Regions from separate parts of the Oryctolagus cuniculus genome. Here region 2 is linked to region 1. A link is a contact called in public Hi-C data. All regions are on one chromosome and are shown on one strand. Each heading gives the region's core, a stretch centred on a gene start, on an enhancer-like site or on the middle of the called end of the contact. The rest is flanking DNA. Distances are from core to core; before and after follow the strand shown.

The links. A called contact is a pair of places that touch in the nucleus more often than the background predicts.
Region 2: a Hi-C map of an unstated tissue shows a contact between it and region 1, with 1.9 times the contacts expected there. The contact joins two enhancer-like sites. A contact is called at or near these places in 2 of 6 Hi-C or Micro-C datasets (ear pinna and an unstated tissue).

The regions. Positions count from the first base shown.
Region 1 is chr13:2,610,748-2,616,434 of mOryCun1.1, forward strand. No RefSeq gene overlaps it. Among named protein-coding and RNA genes, the nearest start is that of IVNS1ABP, 80 kb to the left of the region's middle. Within about 2 kb of position 2,979, at least 1 of the 8 cell types and tissues checked has an H3K27ac peak or open chromatin away from gene starts, as enhancers often do.
Region 2 is chr13:2,832,088-2,838,265 of mOryCun1.1, forward strand. No RefSeq gene overlaps it. Among named protein-coding and RNA genes, the nearest start is that of HMCN1, 57 kb to the right of the region's middle. Within about 2 kb of position 1,979, at least 1 of the 8 cell types and tissues checked has an H3K27ac peak or open chromatin away from gene starts, as enhancers often do.

The sequences.
Region 1 (5,687 bases), core at 1,729-4,228:
ACAATTTCGGAACATGAACTCTGCCACCAAGAAAGTCCCCACGGCACATTCTGTACCAGGGAGTGTGGTGTTGGTGGTTTTAGGTGTGGTAGAGAGGATGCTCCTCAGAAGAGATGTTTGCTCAAGACTCCGTCATGTGTGGCCCTAGCTGCTCTGCCTGAGGTCTGGAACCTGGGACTGCCCAGGCGTCCCTCGCTTGGGACAGCAGGAAAGTTCTGGGAGTTCTGGGTGTGGTGGCCTTAGCACAGGCAGCGAATGTCAAGTCCAAGGGGGCGAACGCTGCGGTGAAGAGATCTGCGGGGAGGAAGGTGCCGGTCCGTGTGGCCAGCAGGTGCATCCCTGTGCCCTGCCTGTGGCTGGGTCTGCAGGCCCAGAGAGAGGGGCAGAAGGGGTGCTTGGGCGGAAACAGCAGTACAACGAGGCTGGGATGCATGCAGGGTTGCATGGAGCCCGCTGCAGGCATGGAGCTGAGCCTCCACCCAGGCCACGGGCACAGCACAGGTATGTGTGGCCGTCTCCATGAGACCTGGGGGCTTATGGGTGGGAGAAGAAACAGGTGCTTAAGGAAGCAGAAGGCGCAGGGGCATTGCTGCAGTTCACACAGGGCACACAGGTGCACGGCATTGCTGAGCCTGGGAGCGGCAGGGCCGGTCCCAGGCAGCGAGGAGGAGGCTGGCGTCTCCCGGCCTTTACGCTTGCCCTTGCGCTGGCTTCTGTCCTGTCCCCTCCCTTCGGGCCCAGGCACCCATTTCCCCTTCTGAACCTGTGCTCAGGGAAAGTCCCAGCCCGGGAGCTTCAGGTGTTGTCTAACAAAGGTGTGGCAGGCTGGTTGCCACAGTCGCTCCGTGCCACAGTCCAGGTGGGGAAAGTCCTAAAACTTTCTCCTGACTTTGCAGATCTTTCCAAAGTTCAGTCTTGAGATCTCCTAAAACTAAGCAACTGACAGACAAGCCATCAGGAGCCCTTACACGCTGCCGAGTTGGCTCCCTCATGAGGCAGTGCCCACCTCTCTCATCAGCACGCATCCTGTAGGCTCCTCCTGTAGTCACGCTCTGTCTCTTGAGGACGAGGACCTCCCTCTGGTCACTTCTGGTATAGTTTACTGGGATAGACAGAAGTTCAGAGAAGGACAAAGGGAATCCAAAGCCACTCCCAGGGGCCCAGGGGCCGGGGTCTGCTGGAGAGATTGCAGCTTCCCCAGACAATCAGGGTCTCTGGTTGGTAGCCTGATGGGTGACTTTCATTTTCATCTCTGATTTTCAGTATTGTCAGCTTTTTTTTTAAATTAAGATTTATTTATTTATTTTACTTGAAAGGCAATTGAGAGAAAGAGATCTTCCATCCACTGGTTCACTCCCCAAAGAGCTGCAATGACTGGAACTGAGCCAGGCCAAAACTGGGAACCAGGAACTCCTTCTAGGTCTCCCAAACACCTGGGCCACTCCTTCCCAGGGCATGAGCAGGGAGCTGGATCAGAAGTGGAGGAGCCAGGACTCGAACAGGTGCTCCTATGGGATGCTGGCACCACCAGCTACCCGGCTGCACCACAACACCGGCCCTGTCAGTTTCTAGAGTGAGCATGGATTAACAGACGTCAAGTACAGAACTTTGGTTCTCCCCAAATTTCTCCCAGAAAAGAGGGCATCATCTTCCATTCAAGTTCCTCCAAAGTCCTTGCATCACATTTTTTTTGAAACACAAAATACTTTTTGGGGAAGACATATCAGCCCAACTGACCTCAAAACGCACAAACTTTGAGATGATTGTGGTCATCTTATTAAAAAAAAAAAAAAAAAAAACCAGCACAAAGAGATTTACTGTGACTGTAATGAGTCCTTTATCAGTGGGAGGTCCTGGGATCGCATGCCAAGGAGGCGGTCACACAGAAGGTCCCTTAACAGGCTGTGCTGCCGGTGGTCACACGGTGACGTCAGGACCGTGCACCGGGCGGAGGACTGGAACAAAGTAGTGACACTGCGTTGTGAACGGCTCTGTGGCTGAGGCAGAAACTCCCCCAGCAGCCTCTTGGTTAACAACAAAGCAGAGGATGGAAGGGAAGCACTGTACCTGTCTACACAATATCTCTGCTCTGCAGGTGGTTGGTGGGGGGCGGGCGCTGCACCAGTACCTCCTGGAATGCAAGAGGGAACGAAACAGTGTCTCTGAGTTGATGTGTTACTTTGTATAACGTGATTTTAAGTACCTATGCTTAATTAAATTAATACATCAAGTCTTGAAATTAGACACACACCCATCTCATCTACTTCCCTAAAGGCTTATAATCCCCTTGGTCCAAGTCATTAAAAGAGCTTTTTCTCTTTGGGAAAGCGACCTTATGTTAGGGTCATTTTCTATTCCTGTCTATTTTTTTAAGAGCAAAATCAAAAGCACAAACTTGTTATCCCTTCCAGGGACGCTTAGAATTTAATAGGCATTCATGCTTTTATGCAAGTAATTAAACTTCGATGGTGAGGCTCCAGGCTTCAGCCCAGGATGGGAAAGGGACTTAGGGAGACAGTGGGGTCTTTGTGCCTCTGGGCCCAGCAGGCTTAACTGAGTGAGGCTGGCCTGGTGAGGAAGTTTCCATGGGTGAACATTTCTGGGCGGAGTGACTTTTACAAGGCATCTGTTAGCGATTGCCGCATTGGAGACTGCCCCAGAACAGAAGGCTTTAAGTCAACAAGCATCTGTTTGTCACCATTTGTCGGCAGTTTGGGCAGAGCTCAGTGAACCTGGCTCCCCTGTGCCTTGCCTGGGTTGTGGTGGCTGGTGGGTCTGCGGGCCTGGGAGGTCCCGCTCCTGGTCTGGGGCCTGGGGGCAGGGTTCTGGCTGGCTGGACAGCTGGGCCCCTCCTCCCCGTGGCCCCCGCATCCTCCCTGATGGACAGCAGTGTTGACAGAGGGTATAGGGACCCCACAGGGCCTGGGAGTCACAGCTTGAGATGTGCAATGTCACCGTTGCCGCGTCCTGTAGTTCAAAGCGAGGCACAAAGTGAGGCCAGGCCTGGAGAGGGGCAAGTAGATCCTGTTGTCTGGTGGCAGGGGCCCGAGAGCAGCAGTGACCACATTCAACTCACCATGGGGCATCTGGGACGGGGAGACCAGTGTCCAGCAGGGAATGGTGATGGGGACGCCAGGCAGAGTGACACACAGAGGAGAGATGGATCTTTGATCCATTGGTGCACTCTCCAGACGGACACAATAGCCAGGTCTGGGCCAGGCTGACACCAGGAGCTTGGAACTTCATCCGGGTCTCCCACGTGGTGAGTGGTGGGAATCGAGGCTCAGCCTGATTTCAAGGCAGGAGACCTGCGGCTCAGCAGCTTGCTGCTACAGAGCCCGGATGCTGCCAGCTTCGACTGCGACTCTAACACAAGGTGGGCCAGCCCCAGTGCACCTGCCCAGCCACTGCCTCAAGGGGACCTTTCTACCCTCCTCATCTTTGTCTTTGTTATTTTTTCCAAGATTTATTTTTTATTTATTTGAAAGAGAGAGGGGGAGAGACAGAGGGAGAGGGAGGTCTTCCATCCATTAGTTCACGCCCTAAATGGCTGCAGTGGCCACGGCTGGGCCAGGCTGAAGCCAGGAGGCTGGAGCTTCTTCCAGGTCTCCCTGGAAGTGGGTGCAGGGGCCCAAGCGCTTCTTACCTGTTCCTTCAGAGCACCAGTTGGGCGCACTGGGGAGACGCCTGGCCTCCTGCTGCACCCCGTGGCTGCTGGGCCCCTGCCCAGGCCTACGCGGAAGCACACACGTCGCTCACCCCTCATCTCTCTTCCACCCCCGCTGCTCCCTGAGTCCGTTTCCCAGGACAGAGTTGAGTCAGCCACAAGTTACGTCACAGGCTTCCGCTACAATCCCCGAAGTGGGAAGTGGACAGCAGTGGCACACAATTGTGTGTTCAGACGTGATAAATGGAGCAGCAGGTACGCCTGTGCCATCCAACCCCGAACACGCCCGTCCCAGCACTTTTCAGAAGAATCCCTCAGGAACGCAGAAATGCGTTTTTGATGTAGCCACTGTGCCCCGGGGCCTCGGAGCCCTTCCACAAGGATCGGCCCGGGAATGGAGTTGCTGTAGCATGGACGATAAATGAAACATGAATCTTAAATTATTCACTCAGTCTTCCTAAGGGGTTGGAATGCTGCAGCCATGATGCAAATGCAATGTTAATCGGCAATCAGGAGTGAACTTTAAAAGAGGTGAGAAAGAAGGGTCCGTCTAAGTTTCCCTTTGCCAAAGAGTGCCTTAAAAGGTAACTTTTAAACCAGTAGGTCTAATGGATGTCAACTTGCAAGACTAATTTTTCTTTTTAAAGATGTATTTGATTATTTGCAGGCAGAGTGACACACAGAGGAGAGATGGATCTTTGGTCCATTGGTGCACTCTCCAGATGGACACAATAGCCAGGTCTGGGCCAGGCTGACGCCAGGAGCTTGGAACTTCATCCGGGTCTCCCATGTGGGTGGCATGGGTTCAGATACTTGGGCTCTCTTCTGCTGCTTTCCTAGATGCATTAGCAGGGAGCAGGATCGGAAGTGGAGCAGCCAGGACCTGAACCAGCACTCTGATATGGGATGCTGGTGTCTCAGGCAGCGGTGCCGAACCCAGTTTCTATTTCAGTACACTTTTATTGGTCTATCTTATTACAAATGTCATCACAGAGCACAACCAGCAGAGAAAAACAACAATAGTCGTCATGAGAAACACGATGGTCACTTGACTGGGCCTTTCATGAATTATTCCCTTGTCGAACAGGAGCTGACCGAGAGTAGACAGTTCACCTGCCCTTACTTGTAGAGCCAGCATGTGGACCTGGCTTTGGCAGGCCGAGGCTTGTTCAGAAGCCAGGAGAGAATCAAGCGGGAGAAGCATACAACGTGAGGAATCCAGAGCCTGCCAGACAGCAGGAGCTCAGTGTCCGGTGCTGTTATTGTAATGGGAAGTCCGCAAAAGGACAAAAGGACATCCCGGCTGCCTGGATGAGAAGTAGCCTCAGGGCAGCTCCGGATGTTGGCTGGACCTGGAGGACAGCAGACTCCCCAAGGGTCTCCAAGTCGCTGCTGTCCCTAACGCCCCCGACTGGGTGGTGCTCCCCGTGTGGCACCATCTGGTGACAAGGCAGGAGACCCCTCTGCTTCCTCCAGGTACGGTCATGCCAGGTTCACGGTCAGGATGGTGTCTGTCCTGGTTCTTGTCCATCTTCCTTGAGCCAACCCCAGCAGAGTTGTCACCAGCGGTTCCTCATTTCTTGGCGAGAGTGGAATGGCCCCTCTGCCCTCTCAATGTGCATACACAAGTCTGCTGAAATCCACGGACAGATTAACAGGAGAGAGGCACGTGGAGCCACTGGATGCCACCCAGGAAGACAGCAAGGACGAAAGTGAGCGCCCAGCACCCAGGGAGACGTGGATGCTTCCAGACCCTTCCTCACCTGGGAGAGGGCGTGGGGGCTGTGACACCTCTAGTCGGGGAGTTGAAGGTTTTTAAGGGAGGTAAGCGGATCCTGGATGCAGACAGCAGCCTGGGACGGGGTTCGACGGGGCTCCGCAGGACACAGCGACGAGAGGAGGGGCAGAAGTGCACTGAGAACAAGGTAGGAGGTCCCAGCAGCCCTGGCAGCTGGGGGCTGTCCGGGGAGCTGTGTCCGGGTGGGCGTGGTGCAGCCCTTGCACTGCTTAGCTGGGGGCT
Region 2 (6,178 bases), core at 729-3,228, 220 kb after region 1:
CAGGGCTGCTACAGACAATGTGCATGAGGCGCTTGATAAAGGGCATCTCTCCTGTGAGGCTCCGCTTACAAGGAAGCAGAAAGAGATGTGAAGGGATCCTGTGTTACCTGGTACAGCCCCTGCCTTCAGCATCTCACTTCACAGCATGGGAAACGCTCCTTAGATTTTCATTCCTTCACACCTTAAAGTCCTTTTACCTTCTCTGAAGCCAGTTTTAAAATGCAAACATCCTGAGGGCTAGCACTGTGGCACAGCACTGGCGTCCCATATGGGTGCTGGTTTGATTCCCAGCTGTTCTATTTCTGATCCAGCTCCCTGCTAATGAGCCTCAGAAAGCAACAGAGGATGGCCCACGTGCTTGGGCCCCTGCATCCACATGGGAGACCTAGAAGAAGCTCCTGGCTCCTGGCTTTGGATTGGCTCAGCGCTGGCCGTTAGGGCCATTTGAGGAGTGAACCAGCGGATAGAAGATCCTCTCCCTCTCCCTCTCTCTGTAAACCTATCTTTCAAATAAATAAAATTAAAATATCTTCTTATCCTTGCCCAATATGAATAGGGGTCAATATTTTCTATTGTGTATTTTGCAGATTTTTGAAGAGATTGTTCCTAACTATAAAAAGTATCAATTTTTGGAAAGGGCATGTCTGAGCTAAGCTCATTAGGAATTTGTCTCTGCAAGTGTTTCTCAAATTGTGTTTCATTTTATTAGAGTTTCTGCTCTACATGCGAGAGAGAGAGAGAGAGAGAGAGAGAGAGAGAGGGAGGAACGCTAAGTTTGAGCTGTGCACACCTGAAGACTCACAGCGCCCACCAGCTACTCTCAGACAGAATCCGCCCTACGGAAAAGCAGCTTTGTTTAACCTAGAATCTCCCAACCTGATCAGAGCCCGCTTTTGTTAGGCAACATCTGTTAATATGGCAGGGCCCCATTTTGAATTAAGCCTGTGTACTACATGAAGAGATTATTTCCAAGTCTAAGTCAGAAATGTAAGGAGTAGGATACAGATCAGACAGTTGAGCAAAGGTAGAGGATCCCAAGAAGGGGAGGCAGTGCAATAACAGTGAGCTCTGTCCCACAGGGAAGAGCAGTCCCATGACAACTGTCCGACCTCGCATCTATGCAAAGACTGGCCACTACCTGTGCTTACCTCTGAGTCACTCAGGAAAGATGCCTCCTAGGAACTCGCCAAGGTCAGTTAGCGTAGCCTTTAATTATTTAGTTTTGAAAAAAACTTTTTTTTTTACTTGAGTGGAGCTGGTAGTGGTATAAGTTTATATTTTGTCTTTATTTCAAAGCTATAGACCATTCTGTAGGCCAATAAAATGTTTTTCTTTTTTTTTAATAGAGAAGGTGTTTTTTAAAGAGATTTTTTTTTATTTATTTGAGGGGTGGAGCTACAGACAGAGAAAGAGAGAAACAGAGAGAAAGCTCTTCCCCCAATGGCTGCAACTGCCGGAGCTGAGCCAGTCTGAAGCCAGGCGCTTCCTCTGAGTCTCTCATGCAGGTGCAGGGCCCAAGCACTTGGGCCGTCCTCCACTGCCTTCCTGGGCCACAGCAGAGAGCTGGCCTGCAAGAGGAGCAGCTGGAACCCGAAGTGGCCCCCATATATGATGCTGGTGCCCCAGGTGCAGGCTTAGCCTACTGTGCTGGTGCCCCGGGTGCAGGCTTGGCCTACTATGTCTCAGCACTGACTCTGGTCAATAAAATTTTGAGATGAAGAATTTTAGTCATGTTGTATAGGATCAAAAAAATCACTACAGCTCAAAGTGTCTGCCCAGATGTTTATTTTATGAAAATGGTGGGAGTTATGTCAGATGGACAGATAGCCTCATGATTTCATCGCTTCATTGTTTATGTCCACTTGGCAGATAAATTGAATGAATCTTTAAACAATGGGAGAATTAGAAGATGCCTCATGTTCAGTGGCTAACTGGAATTACTGCATAAACTGGCAATTGTATTTCACTAATGTGTTCACTGCTGACTCAGGTCATCCAGGTCTTGGGTAGGAAGAGCTGTCTTTTCACACAGTGGGTTCTGTTTTTGTTACAACGGGAGCTGGAGGGAATTCAGAAGCCTTAGGGCTAATAGCAAAAGTGGGTTGGCTAACAATGTGGAGAATAAAAAGCGATCTAGAGGGCATTAATAACTCTGAATAACAGGTATGCATATCACCCGGTTTCTAAAGCAGCAGGTGGCCCTGAGTCACTGGTTTTAAACTTGCTCACCACAGCATTACATAAGGGAGGTATTTTGGTGAAATACATAGTTACCTTGCAACAAAAAGTTATTCATGGATTGTAACATTTCCAATGACACTGTTTTGGACATAAGGTACCAACACTGTTTGTAGTCAAAATTAACACTTGGAGTCCCAGATCTTTTTCCCACCCATCAACTTGGTCCCTTTCCTTCCTTTTACTTCTGGGTGAAACACCCTTTGTAAAATCTAAATCTTCTTCCAAAGACAACATGATTATACTAAATATAAGGTCTCTTTTCTACCAAGGAGGAAGCGTTCTGAACTCGCTGGATGATGACATGTCAGCGTTCACTTTTGATGAACTTCTCAAGAATGTGAAATAGATTTGAATTTAAAATTCTTTAACAATTTTCACTTAATGTTCATTCTTTAGAGCTGTAGCTAACCTGGAGTAATAAAACTTTCACTCTAATAATCTTCATCTTTCTAATTTAGCTAGTATACATTTACTGTCTTCAAATGTTAAAGGGATGACCAGAGCTTATCTTGGAATAAGGACATTCGGAGTAGACACCTTGATACCTTGAGTTTAGAGAAAATGGTCGTTATTTTTCAGTGATAACAGGTGTATAGCTCACAATCAAAAAAAATCTCATTTCCTGTGGCTGTAGTGTATAGCTTAGCAAAATTGTCAGTTTTTCAGTTATATCCCTTCTCTTGTGAAATTCTATTTGGCCTTTGATGGCTAAACAAGACAAAGCTTCAGGAGCTAAGAAGGTAAGAGATGAAAGCACTTCCTTAGTTAAATGAAAACAAAGGTGTTTAAAGTAGGAAAGTCGGGCCGGTGCCGTGGCACAGTAGGCTAATCCTCTGCCTGCAGCACTGGCATCCCATATGGGCGTTGGTTCTAGTCCTGGCTGCCCCTCTTCCAATCCAGTTCTCTGCTGTGGCCTGGGAAGGCAGTAGAAGATGACCCAAGTCCTTGGGCCCCTGAACCCACGTGGGAGACCAGGAAGAAGCACCTGGCTCCTGGCTTCAAATCGGTGCAGCTCCGGCCATTGTGGCCAATTGGGAAGTGAACCAGCAGATGGGGGTTCTCTCTCTCTTTCTCTCTCTCTCTCTCTCTCCCTCTCTCTCTCTCTCTTTCTGCTTCTCCTTCTCTCCCTGTGTAACTCTGGCTTTCAAATAAATAAATCTTTAAAAAAAAGTTCCAATGCCTTGCTCTTATGCTAAGCCTTTGGGTTGAGAATAAAAGCCACATGCAAGACGATAAGCAAACAAAAATACCTGTTTGGAAAAGCTGGAGGGAATACAAGGAAGCATGTCCTTCCATCTGGATGGTAGCTTGTGGTTTCAACACGAAACATATATTATTACTAAATGTACAGTTTTGGAAGGGGGTATGCGCAGTGGCCTAGAATTTTCTAGAACACAGGCTTGGACTTTGAGGGGTACAGGCCCTGGGTTCTTGTTTTGGTTCTTCACCCAGGAGTGTGGCACCATGCACAGAGTCCTCACCTGCAAAGCCACGGGGCTGTACTGAGTGCTGCAGTGGGATGTTCACCCTGTTTTGTAATTCTGTGATTTTTATGGCGAGTATTTCACTAGATGTCCTTTTTCTGATTACAGTTCCCTTGCATTTAAAATAACATACAGCAGCCTTTCGTTGCCTGAAGAGATAGAAAAAAGTTTATTGCAACTTTAGGAAGCCTTATTTTTAATAACCCTGAAATTTTGATGCATTGAATGTAACCGCGCAGGTCGGGTCATGAACGGGGCTCACTACCGCGTTGCTCTCCCGAGAGTTTCATCATGCATCGTCTTGGGGATGAAGTTTCAGACAGCACGGTTGAAATCTTTAGAGAATACCAGAACTGAAAAGCAGTAAATGAACTTCAAGTTGCCGCCTCCGTCCTGATAAACACCTTACACTTTCAGAAATTCTCACAAATTTTTTCATAGATTCAGGCCTTGATCTTGTCCCCACTGCAGGAAAAAACAAAGACCTACGTGAAATGAGTCTGTGGCTTAATCATAGCTCCTAAGAGAGTGCTTGCGTTAGGGAAGCTCCGGTGTGAAAAGACAATGAGAATTTCCTTCCACTTGGCAGGACAAACTGGTTCACAGAGTGGGTCCGTCGAAGAGGAAGAGGAAGCAAGGCTCCTTGACCCCGCCTGAACTTCCTCCTTGGCAGTGCGGGTCGGGAGAGCCCAGCTGACAGAGCCTCAGAAACTCAGCCAAAGACAAGGAAGGCAGCTCCGAGCTCGAGGGAAGGACCACGTGGACGCTCCCGTGCTGGCCAGGCATCGAGTGGGAAGATCATACGTGCTCCAAGGCATCAAGTGGCCTCGCTGTCCCTCCAAGCGTCTTCCTTTATTGCATAACATCCTAGCAGGCTTCAACAGGGACCCAAACAGCATTTTATGCAGCTGAGAACGGGTCAGCACTTGGATCCTTTCTCCACTGGTTAAACGAAAATGATGGCTAGTCGGTTTTGACCAAACCTGTGGTACAGACAGAAGAAATATGAAACCCAATGAGAACCTACAACAACCTATTTACCGTTTCTGCACCAAGTCCTTTGCTATGACTTGCCCAAAAGTATCCAACCTGACTTCTCAGCTTCTCTCTCTTTCTCCCTTCTTTGGTCCATAAGACCCAAAGAGATCCGTGGTGTTCGCAGAGTCAGGAAAAAAAGGGAGAGAAAAACAGTGACAGAAAGAAGAAAAGGCACCTGGTTTTGTAGAAAATGCGTGGCCAGGAGCAAGTTATTCACACGCATTGTTGGTTTACAGAGACTCCTGGTGGAACAGACTAAATCCAACAGTGTGAGGAAAGGGGCAGTTATATGCACTCAGCAGATGTCTTATTGCCCACTGTGCCCTTGCTACAGCCCCGAGGAGAACTCTATCCAAGACTCCTCTCCACCTCTCTGGACAGGCTCAGCACCACCACCACCACGCCCCCCGCCCCTGACTAGGGCTCCACGCCTAGAGGGAAACACTGTCCCACACCTTTTACACCAATTTCCAAAGAGCCCGCATATTTGCTGAATAAACCTATGAGTGCTTTTGAGCCTCCTTGGCTCCTTCCACCCCTCCCTGGGGTCCTGAGCCATGGGCTGTCCGTTACCCTCTGCTACCACGCTCGACAGCCTCTCCGCCCTACAGACTCACTCCTCAAGAGCTCCCAGCTCTGGAATCAAAGCTGGACCAAGCCCCTGGCTTCTCCTTGCAGGGAGAGAGAGGAGTTCAGACCTCCACCTGCCCAGTAGCTGACCAGCCACACAGCCCTGACAGGTGGCTTTGATTTGGCTCACTAGTCCCATGCACCAAGACTCCCTTAGGGAAATGCATGTCTCTGGCCCCCAGTGTTCGTGGCAATTATTCTGGCCTGTCTCCCTTTAACCGACCTGCTCTCAGGTCTAGCCTCTGCCCCATTTCCCAGGCATTAGCTTGGCCTTGCAGGCACGATTTGCATCTGATCGCTTGCATCTAGGGTCTGTTTCTGATTCCTGATTTATGGCTCCCTCTTGTGGTGTTGACTTGGGTTTTCCCATCAGTGTATCATGCAGGATGGGCTCTGACCCACGCCACTGGAAAGACAGGAGAGGTTGAAATGATGACACTAAGACGATATAGTAATATGCAATAATAGGAATACGGCTAGGGATAGGAATACATAATATGTTTGGAATACGTAAGATGTTAGGAAGAGCTAAGTCTGTCGGGGAGCATCAGGCTAGGCTACAGAGAACTGTGGACTAGAACACAAAGTGGAATTTTCCAGGCAGAGGAGAGGACGAGAGAGCTGGTGACAGACACCATGTACTTTGGAAATTAGATGGACGGGGCTAGGAGAGTGGAGAGGCCAATAGTGAGTTTAAGCTAGGTTTCTAGCTTCAGCCAGCCCACCATGTTACAAAACCGCAAGTCGCGAATTGGCAGGTAGTTCTCCTGGTTTAATATAATGTT